2 separate regions of the Sus scrofa genome follow, and region 2 is linked to region 1. Evidence: chromatin contacts called from public Hi-C data. All regions are on one chromosome and are shown on one strand. The core of a region is the stretch at or near the end of the contact, and the rest is flanking DNA. Distances in the headings are between cores, read along the strand shown.

The links. Hi-C and Micro-C count contacts between places; a contact is called where the count stands out from the background.
Region 2: a contact with region 1 is called in a Hi-C map of skeletal muscle, with 7 times the contacts expected there. The contact joins two enhancer-like sites. A contact is called at or near these places in 2 of 47 Hi-C or Micro-C datasets (both in skeletal muscle) and 1 of 2 datasets of contacts at active chromatin or transcription factors (skeletal muscle).

What each region holds. Positions count from the first base shown.
Region 1 is chr15:127,877,710-127,883,514 of Sscrofa11.1, reverse strand. No RefSeq gene overlaps it. Among named protein-coding and RNA genes, the nearest start is that of IRS1, 430 kb to the left of the region's middle. Within about 2 kb of position 3,259, at least 3 of the 83 cell types and tissues checked have an H3K27ac peak or open chromatin away from gene starts, as enhancers often do. A contact at or near this core is called in skeletal muscle, where this site is marked.
Region 2 is chr15:128,127,858-128,133,026 of Sscrofa11.1, reverse strand. No RefSeq gene overlaps it. Among named protein-coding and RNA genes, the nearest start is that of IRS1, 180 kb to the left of the region's middle. Within about 2 kb of position 1,661, at least 2 of the 83 cell types and tissues checked have an H3K27ac peak or open chromatin away from gene starts, as enhancers often do. A contact at or near this core is called in skeletal muscle, where this site is marked.

The DNA of each region.
Region 1 (5,805 bases), core at 2,010-4,509:
TCAGCAGTCGGTGGAGACAATGAAATCCAGCCCATGGGGAGTGGTGTGCTTCTGTCTTTGGGTATTAGTCCTGTTTCTTTCTGCCTCTCCATCTCATATCTGTTCAATGCCTCTTTAAACAATTAACTTCTTTATTAATGCTCCTTTGTATAAAGTGCCTAAAATAATTCAGTTTTCCTGAATGGATCCTAAGCCTAAGTTCAACAAACTCATAGAAAATAAATGATATGTCTTTAATCTTCATGATATCACTTAGAAATGATTCTTCCACTGGTGAGTATTTTTGGAAGGGGCTTCTAAAAGTATGCTAAAAGCAAGTTAAAAGCTGTTATCAAGCAATAATTAATTTCATTTATTCATTAATGATTTATTGGCATGCTCAATGTTGTATTTATTATATACATGTAAAATTTATTCCTAGATTTTACATAATTTGCTTCTCATTTTATGTCTTACTTAGTCTTAACCAGACTACAAAACAAGAATTTGATTGTAAACAGAAATAAATGCTACTTTTAATTAAAACCCCCAGTTAACAAGGAATAAAGCAACTCTGATCCCTTTAAGCAAGACAGTAAGGCAATTCTAAATTTTAGAACTGCCAAAGGAGCTCGAAACAGCTAGAAAATAGCCAAGCATCTGTAAACCTCTAAAATACATTTTGAAACATCATCAAAAGAAATAAACTTTAAAATGTGCTTTGCAATTTACTTATAATAATAAACATTGTGTTTCTAGATACGTGCTTCTAACTTCTGTAAGACTCATAAAAATCTCAACAAAAATGGTTCACTTGGAGAACAAGAGAAGACGCTGCAGGTGCTGAGCGGTAGGTAGCTATGGGGCGGAGCTTGCCTGAGTCAGAAGCCTGGTCCTGCTATCATCACTAATGAGCTGTAGATTGCAGACTTTTCCTCCCCAAGAGTGATGACTCTGATTGTAATGACAGAAATGAACTCTTTGGGTTATGGTGAAGATCACATATAAAGTACTTAGAATAGCGTCTGGGAGATAGTAAATATTCAGTAATTATTACTATTAACAATTATTACTATGGTTGGTATGATCCCAGGGCACAGGCAGCCTGGACGCTGATGAGGTACTCACCTCTGATCAGAACGCTCACCTCTAACTTCTCCCTCCCTCCTTTCTTCCTTCCCTCCTCTCTCATCTCCCTTCTTCCTTCCTTCCTTCCTTTCCTTCTTTCCTCTGTCCTTTCTCTTTCCCTCCCTCCCCCTTTCCCCTCCCTCACTTCCTATTTTCTTCCTTCCTTCTTCTTTCCTTCCCTCCTTCCTTGCTCCCACCTTTCTTCCATTCTTCTCTCTCACGCTCTCTTCCTCCTCTCTTCGAGTGTGATTCTCACTTTTTCTGTTTGTTTTTTACCTCCTCTGTTTTATTCTGCCCTCTCCATTTATTTCAATCTTTCCACCTCAATCTCTCCCTACCACCTTCCTCCCACTCCTATCAACCTCATTAGTGTCCTTCCTCCATTTGTTATGACCTATATAAAATGCGTTTTTATGACATACTCTTTTCAAATAATCTAAATTTTTTACATCTCTGCTTTAAAAAAAATAGGCCAGGGAAATATGTTTTACCTCTTGAAAAACAAAGTCCTTAAAGCTAACTTATTTTATACCTGTCATTACCTTGGTTGGGTATTTTTATTTGTGGGACAATAACAAGGAAAGCTGTGGTAAAACACCATGGTAAAACATCAATGGATTTCTAGCCATGAAACTGTAAAGAGAAAGTGAGAGAGAGAGAATATGAGAGAGAGAGTGAGAGTGAGAGATCTAAATTAGGGCTTGTCCAGGGTGTAATAGATTAGCACCTGCTGTTTGAACGTCACTGAAACACGCAATTGGGAAGTTGGGCTGTGCGCAAGAGCCTGGGGCCACATCCCTCAAGCCGCTCCAATCCCTGAGCAGGGCTGGCCAAGTGGAGGTTGGCCAGCATCCATGGCCAGACAAATGGCAGGGGGAATTCCTGTCCTAGGAAGAGGAGAACTAGAGAAACTCCCCTGGCTTTTCCCCTGGAATATTATGATGGTGGGATTCTTATGCCTTTTCGTTGATGTATTTGGAGTGACACTTTTCTTGCCTATATCTCAGAGCAACTGAATTGACGTTAAAGATGATTCAGGAGCAAGGTCAAGTACATTTCAGGTGCTCATGCTGTTACTTGTGTTTGGGAAAGCATGTATCTGCATTTGTTTACTTACTTAGTGGAAGATCCACTATAAAATGGGGACAAAGATGCACTGGGTAGACAGGAAATTTTTAAATAAGTACTTATGAAAAAACTACTTTAGGAAAAGCAAGGGGTTTTTTTTCTGTAAAATATTTTATTATTTTATCAATATAAATTTTGATAACACATAATCCTACATAAACAGAAGTAAAAAGGAAACAAAATTTCCTTTCCCCTCTCCAGTGAAAAGCCTTCTACTTGGTACCTACTTCGTTTAGGATGCCACAAAATGATGGTGTGTCAATGTCCCAAATTACTCTGGACAGAACTGAGATGAAAGCCTGGACAAGTATCAGAGATAACATCACCAGCAGGATAACTTTATATTATAACCAAGTGTCCTCACTTCCTTATACATTATGTTTTCATAAGAATTCTTTTTTCTTTTTTCTTTTTTTTCATTTTACAGCCACACCTGTGGAATATGGAAGTACCCAGGCTAAAGATCTAATGGGAGCTGCAGTTGAGACCTACCCCACAGCTACAGCAATGCGGGACCAGAATCGCATCTGCAACCTAGCTGCAGCTTGCAGGAATGCTGAACCCTTTATCCATGGAGGAAGGCCAGGCATCGAACCTGCATCCTCATGGATACTATGTCAGGTTCTTAACCCAGTGAGCCACGAGAGGAACTCCTCATTAGAATTATTAATAGAAATAACAATTGAAGGCGATGACTGCCAAGCTGCTGTCTTCAAGAACACCTGGTCTTGGATTCTGTCATGGATCTGACATTTACAGCATTGCTCACAGCACACGTTCATCCATTCCACTAGTTTACATTTCTAGAGCATATTTAGTGTCATAAGGATCTTTCATGTGCATCATGATATTTTACAGCTTTGGAGTACTTTAGCACTTATGAAACATTCTGCTTCATGATGGAATTTGAGTTTTACAACAATCTTGGTGTTTTAAAGAGGGGGCCCACTGAAGACCTGTGATTTCAGCCCATGGTCACAGGTAAGAGATAATCCAGTCTTCTAATGAGACTTCATTTGAATCCAGGGCTTCTGATTTCTTTTCTCATGGAAAACCACCAACCTGTACCCAAACAAACAAACAAACAAACATACAAACAAACAAAAAACCTTGCAGGTTTGTTCAAAGAGGGGACAGTGAGCAGAATCTGAAAAGAAGAGAAGTCATGACGTAAAAGCCCTCCACACTTGGTGCAGCCCTTACTTAGGGTAGTCGTGTTGCCCTTTTCCGAATTAAGTTATTCCAGCTACATGAAATGCAACAAGATGACACCAGCAGGGCATTGACTTGATTTAGAACTGAGCCGCACACCTGTTCTTCTAAATATAAACAAATTTGCAACCTGAACCATTGGCAGTTGCTGGAGGGTAAGCAAATGGAAGCCTGGGCTGGTGCCTGCCTGCAGCCTGGCTCTGGACTTACCAATGCACAAGGGCCAAGTAAGCATCATGCCAGGCAGAATAGCTGGTATGGCAATCTGGTGGTCACAGTGACCTTTTATCTCACCAGGGAGATTATAATTATTAGCTTTATTATCCTTATTGTTATTTTTAAATGTGCTTAGTTTGCTCTTGCGGCTCAGCTTGTACCCAGCTTGTTGAGCATTCCGGGTCCTCTTGGTTTCTATGTGTGAAAGTTTCCTAACTTGCTGTGTTTGGAGAAAGCTCATCCTAAAAGAAATTGTTTGCTACACTCCAGAACATAAAATTAAATCTATAATGTATTTTCATTTTCTGTGTGAAACTCTGTCCAGGTTCTAGAGTTCCTGGCTATTCAAAGTATGTGATGACTTCTTGATACTACGATGTCTCTTTCCATTCTCACTCAGAGGGAAAGAAACCACACGGGGGTCCTTGGAAACATTCCACATTATCTTTAACTGATGGGATACTCCAGAGGTGATGCAAATGTAAGTAGCCCCGTGGCAGGCATGCTATGGTGAGGATGACGGAGTTGTACAAACTTGAGAGACTTGATTGATCTGATTGGCCAAAGCTCTTAATATGGTCAGATTATGATAATCAGTTGGTTCTCAAAGCTATTTATTTATAGAATGAGCAGAGAAGTCTCTCAATTTTCTTTCAAAATAATTGTTGGAGTTCCTGTCATGGCTAAGTGAAAAAGAATCTGACTAGCATCCATAAGGACGCAGGTTCAATCCCTGGCCTTGCTCAGTGGGTTAAGGATCCAGCATTGCCATGAGCTGTGGTATAGGTCACAGACACTGCTTGGATCTGGCGTTGCTGTGGCTGTGGTATAGGCTGGCAGCTGCAGCTCCAATTCGACTCACAGCCTGGGCACCTCCATGTGCCGGGGGTGTGGCCCTAAGAAGACCAAAAAAAAAAAAAAAATTCCTATGCAATTGCAAAAAATTTGCATGTTGAAAATTTTGAATAGGCATAAAAGCACCTCAAAATAAAACCATTGCCATCTTTTGATTTGCTTATATGTTCCCCCAATGCCAACCTGGTAATTTGATGAATTCTACTAAAATATCTCCTAGCGTGAATAAATATATTGAATTCTTGGGGTAAATCCTAATTGTGTACGGTGAGGTGTTACATATTTAGATGTAGAGATCAATGTATAAATGTAGATTGATCTAGCTGAGATGGTGACAGAGCTGTAATTCAATTCTCCCTTTGAGAGAACCTACAAAGAGTCATTGGCAGACAGCCTCAGCTGCTGCTATTTGGATTGACCTTACCGTAGCCATGCTTTCCCTGGTCTGTTATCAGCCAATGACTGTGCATAGCAGGAAGATCAGAGCTGGGACATTCCTGCTCCTTCCCATCCTCCACCTTGAGGATAAGTCAAAATAACATACAGCCCAACGGAATGGTGGAGTTTAATGCCACCATTAAAGACCTAAAAGATAGTGTTCTCTCTCCATCATGTCCTTTTAAATTTTAATGTATTTTTTATTAAAGTGTAGTTGATTTACAATGTTGTATCAATTTTTGCTGTACAGCATAGTGACCCAGTCACACACATATATACATTCTTCTACTCATACTTTTTTCCATCATGTTCTATCCCTAAAGATTGGATACTTCCCTGTGCTGTGTAGTGGAATCTCATTGCTTACCTATTCTAAATGTAATACTTTGCATCTACTAACCCCAAACTCCTCATTCATCCCACTCCCTCCCCTTCCCCCTTGACAACCAAAATTCTGTGAGTATGTTTCTATCTTATGGATCGTTTCATTTGTACCATATTTTAGATTCCACATGTAAGTGATGTCATATGGTATTTGTTTTTCTCTTTATAACTTACTTCACTTAGTGTGAGAATCTCTAGTTGAATTCATGTTGCTGCAAACTGCATTATTTCATCCTTTTTTATGGCTGAGTAGCATTCCATTGTATACATGTACCACATCTCCTAATCCATTCATCCGTCAAGTTTCATGTAGTTCATCATTCTGGACCCTGCAGAAACTGAATGAATCCTGAAGAATGACTATAGACTACCACAAACACTCAAATAGCTCAATGACAGCTGCTGTATTGGGTGTGGTATCATTGCTAGAAATTTATAAGGTCTAAGGTAGATTGCATACGGCCA
Region 2 (5,169 bases), core at 412-2,911, 250 kb before region 1:
ATCAGATCATCACATTGTATGTCACAATGTTATATGTCAATTGTACCTCAATAAGGCTAGAAAAAACATTGTCATAATAGCCAAAAATGTCTAAAATGAACTCTTCATTTCTCACCATGCTTTGCTTTGCTCTTCTCTTTTTTCTTTTTTCTTTTTCTTTTTAGGACTGCACCTGTGGCATATGGAAGTTCCCAGGTTAGAGGCTGAATCAGAGCTGCAGCTGCCCATCTATGCCACAGCCACAATAACTCAGGATCCAAGCCACATCCATGACCTACACCAGAGCTCACTGTGATGCCAGATCCTTAACCCACTGAGTGAGGCCAGGAATTGAACCCAAGTCCTCATGGATACTAGTCGGGTTTGTAACCAGCTGAGCAACAACCAAAAATCCCTGATTTCCAATCCAAGATGGAATTTTCTTGAATGGAATGATCTGCCTCTTAAAATAGCTGTTTTTAAGCGATCTCAATGGAAAAGAATCACTTTGGGAAAGGTGGATTCCTAGAACCTGCTGGTTCACAAAGAGCACCCTTTAAAAACATCATCAGGAGGTAAAAGAATTTATTTCAAGGCATCTCTGGGCTTCTTCCACAGATGAACATGTTAGGCACTTGACATTTGATGGAATAATGAAGTCGTTTTTCATATTTCTTCTCTCATTCAATGAATGGCCAATTTCCAGAACCTTTCGTATGATTCTTTTCAAACTCAGGCGAGCTGACTTGGAACAAGAGCTCCAAGTTCCAAAGGCAGCACAGGCTATGAGATTACATGAATTAGCAGAGAAGAGAATGATAAGAGAGGCTGAGAGGCATACCAGGCATTCTGGCTCCCCCCAAAGCAGCAGGGTGTTAGCACCTGCCCCCATATGCAGTTAGGCGCCCACCTGCTCCCTCTCAAGCATTTTCCATCCTTAGGAAGTTCCAGAAAATGTCACAAATCAAACCTGGATCACAAGTAGAAAGTGGATTTTACCTTGTGAAATCAAAAACAAACAAAAATAAAATAAGAGACCAGGTCATTTCCGGTCAGAAAGGGGATTGAAACAAAAGAGTAATCTTAAAAAGAATACAGTTGTAAAACACACCTTAGGAAAGAAATGCAGTTTTTAAGAACTTGGTGGCTTATTGTCTGGCTTAGTCTCAGAGTCTTGGAATATACTATCCAATAAAGTCATTTTATACCTGCCTGGCTGAGTTTCTTATCTGTGAAATGGGACACCAAAACTGTTTGCTCTTTAACTGACAATAGCAACTTCACCTTCTGAAATTATTAGACAAATCTTTGCCTGTCAAATTAAAATATTCTCGTAACCCTCTTGTGCAAACAAGAGGATTTATCTTCAGCGAATTAGTACCTTCAGTCAGAGAGAGAAAATCTTTTTTTAGCATGCCAATAAAGATCAGCACCTAACTTAAAAAAATAAATAAATCAAAAAGGATTTCCCGGAAGTCTGAGAGGCTTGAATAAGGAATCGGTTTCTTTGTGATTTGGAATGATTTATTCTCAAACAATTCACCTTAGGACATTTTTCTCCAATTACCAAAGGTCTGGCAAGGGAGAATCTTGAGTGACATATTCAACAGAAGATCCTTTGGAAAGCTCTCCTAGTTCCTCTTTGGGATCCAACAAGGGGACAAAGTTAGAAACTAGGAAACATTTGCCTGGCTCCTCATCAGAAAAAGAGATATTTAATCCCATCTAGTATTACATGCAGCTTTGCTCAAAATAAAGCAGCTGCTTGGGAACCGATTTGAGCCCATTTCTATTTAAGCGGATCCATTTTTTGCGTGTGTATCTTCTTCAGCTGAATCTGACTTGTCAGGCTGAGAACATATGTGTGTGCCGTTCCAGAAAGAATGCACATTTATTTTCCTCCCATTTAATGTTTGAACATGATCACAGTCACCAGATGGGTCAGAAAAACAATGACAGCATGGTATAAATCTTCAGAGGGTTTATCAATCTGATTGACTTGAGAAGATAAAGTGGATTTTGCTAGAAATCCAATAAACTCCACCTCAAATAATAATAAGGGTTTGTGCCAATTTTCTCCTTTATTATACTCTCCACCCTTTTACTTTTTGTTCTCTTTTCTCTTTCACTTCCTTCACAGTGTAAGGATTGTTTTATTCTCTAAAGCTGTTAGGTGAGGCTAAATTCTTCTAGCCTAATTGGTCAAGGAAATTGGAGGGCATGTGTTGGAATGGAATTAGTACAGGGCTCAGATTCTTAGCACAGACTCTTCTTCCAAAACAAGCTCTACCTTCACTCCCCTGCAATGTCCTCCAGCCTTGGTTTCTTCGCCAAAAAAAAAAAAAAAAAAAAAAAAAAAAAAATCAAGGCTAACTTTTCCTGAGGTTGCGTGAGTTAGGTTATGAATATGAAGCCTCTAGTCCAAGAGAATGCCAATTACTCCTTTGGATACTCAAAATTAGATTTGTCAGCCAGAAGTACATTCTCTTTAAGGAGGCAGGAATTGTTTCCAAGAGGAAAGAAATGTTCTTTACCAAAGACCTTTGATAGTACATAGAATTTAACCTGTATTCTCTAATGGTACTATGGCCTGGTTGTAGGAATACAACTAGGATATATTCTCTGGATATATTCAATTTGCTCTTGTTTACTAATCAGAAAATTGCAAGTCATATCTCTACCTGTAATGTTAGGCAACATCAAACTCCAGAATTCTCTTTCGTTCCAAAGTGAGGCTTTAGATATCTGATTCTTAAAAAATAACAGGTTGGGTCTACCAGATGGGTCCTGTTGAAATCTACCAGAGTTCCCAGTAAATGTACTCCCCACAGCAAGTCTAGCAGATAGAGATTTTTCAAATTAACATACTGAAGACATCTGGAGTCAAAAAGCCTTCATTTTGGCCACGGAATTTAACAGCTGCCAAGATAAAAGTTTTCAATCAGGTCACTATTCTTTATGGGGATTAGAGACCAGAACATAGGAACAAGTAAGGAACAAGCTAGGACTTGAAGAGGGATTGGTCACCACTGGATGTCTTTTGGCAGGTAATGAGGTGATCATTCTGGCAGATAGTGGGAGGGAGAGTTGAGAATAAAAGTAGGAGGCTATTATAGTGTATAGGTAAGAGATATTTGTGTCTTTTGCTAGGGAATGGCCATAGAGATGGAGGGAAAAAAAAGGATTCAGTATATATTTTTGAAGTAGCCTTTGAATAGAGTGTGCTAATGGGTTGGCTATTGGGAACAGAAGCAATGAGACCAAGAGAGAAATCAAGGATGACTCCTAGGTTTTGAGTTTGTCCACATAGGGGGTGGTGGGTACCATGGAGCATGGATGGGGAGAAACTGCTTGGGGATCAAAACCACAGATATTATTTCAGCTGTGTTAGTTTAACCCTAATGATGCCCATTAAAATTTGATATGAATCAACAGTATAATTAGTGAAAGGACAACTTATAAGAGGTAAGTTCTCTTTTGTTGAAGAACAGGTTACTGAATATCAGGTGCAAAGGGAAACCTAACTTATAGAGAAAATGTAGTATATAACTCTGAGGTGACCTGGCCCTTTTCCTTCTTTCCACATCTCTCAGCTCCTCCTTTTGGATGCCCTTCCCCTTGCCCTGTGTTTCCCGGAGACTGCCTAGAGCTTGTGAAGTTGTCCTCTTATCACTTCCCCTACCGTGCTATGTTGTCTTAATCTCCATTCATTCCAGTGCCTGGCACAGAGTTGATAATCACAGAAAGTTTAAGTGAAGAAGTGAATAAATGAAGGTATGTTGAGGGCCCTAGATCTCCACATCTGGCCAAGGGCATTCTAGGTTGTGATTTGTGAAGGGGAATTGACTTTCAGCTGGACATCAGCATCAGTTTGCTTCTGATTTGTCTTCTCTTCGGTTTATGGCACGGAGTTTCCATCTTAAGCTCTCGTTTTGAGAAAAGATTATGAATCCTCTTGTGACTAAATTCATAGTGTGTCACTTCTAGGTCCTTGAGAAAAGGAGCCCACTAGGCTCTTGCCTGTTCCCCATCCTGCTCATATTCCATCCTCTTCCTGCCCCCTTGAATCTTAGCTGGTGATAAAGTTTTACTCTTTACTAACAGGAGACTTCAGCTACTTTCCCGAGTGTCTAAATATCGCTTGCTTTCAGACCCCCATTTCCAAGGTGTTTTGGCCCATCAGGAGGGTCCATCATCCCTTCCTGGACCTGCTCAGTGGCAATTGTTTGCTGGTATCTCTCTGTGATGCTTGTCCCTGCTTGTTTAGGACCTCCCCTCCGCTTAGCCATATGCTACCACTGAATCCACTCTAACCCCATCCCAATTCATTCACCACCTCAGGGAACAGAGCTAATTCAACTTGGAGGCACCTTCAATTATCCAAGATTACAGATTCTTCAATCTGGCCAAGCCATCAGAGACAACTTACACAAGCAAACACAGCACATGGAGGAGAAACATCTTACTGGTGTAAAGAAAAGCAGTAGATACTGGTTACACAGTTCCAGAAGGATCTGGTTATATCTTGCTGAGAGTGTGTGTGTGCATGTATGTGTGTGTGTGCACACGACTAATCTGATACATCTATACATATTTCAATTTTTTAGTTGTTCACTCCATTCCTTTTCTAGGAGAAAGCTTAAACTGTGTCACATTGTCATAGGTCAACAAACATTGATTAAACTCTTTCCAAGGAGTTGCATGTGTGCTCAGAACTAGGGATGCCAATTTCTATCCATTCATTTGTTTAATAATATACTGACCTCTTGCTTTGTGCCCGGCTCTTCTCTGGCTTGGGAACCATCCTTGGCCATCTTTGCCCAGGATGAGTTTTGGTGGTTTTCTCCCTTCTAGAAATTCTTAGAGAGTACAGACAAATCCATTGATGGCCTCTCTCCACCCAGAATACAATTCAAATCCAAACAACCCAAAACAGTAAAATAAGTATAAAGAAGTCTAACAGAGTAAATACCCTTTTCCTGCAATGTGTCTTCAATCACTACCCATATTCTGTCCTCTTCCTGGGCATCCTATTCCCCAATATGGGCAGGATGAGGAGCAGAACTCCCAATTATATTGTTAAAATAAACATCAATTATCCAGATATTTCTGTATAATCTTTTTTTTGTTGCTGCCTTTCTTTCTGCCAAGCACATTTTCCTGGTTGGTAATCCATCACTGCTCATAGTT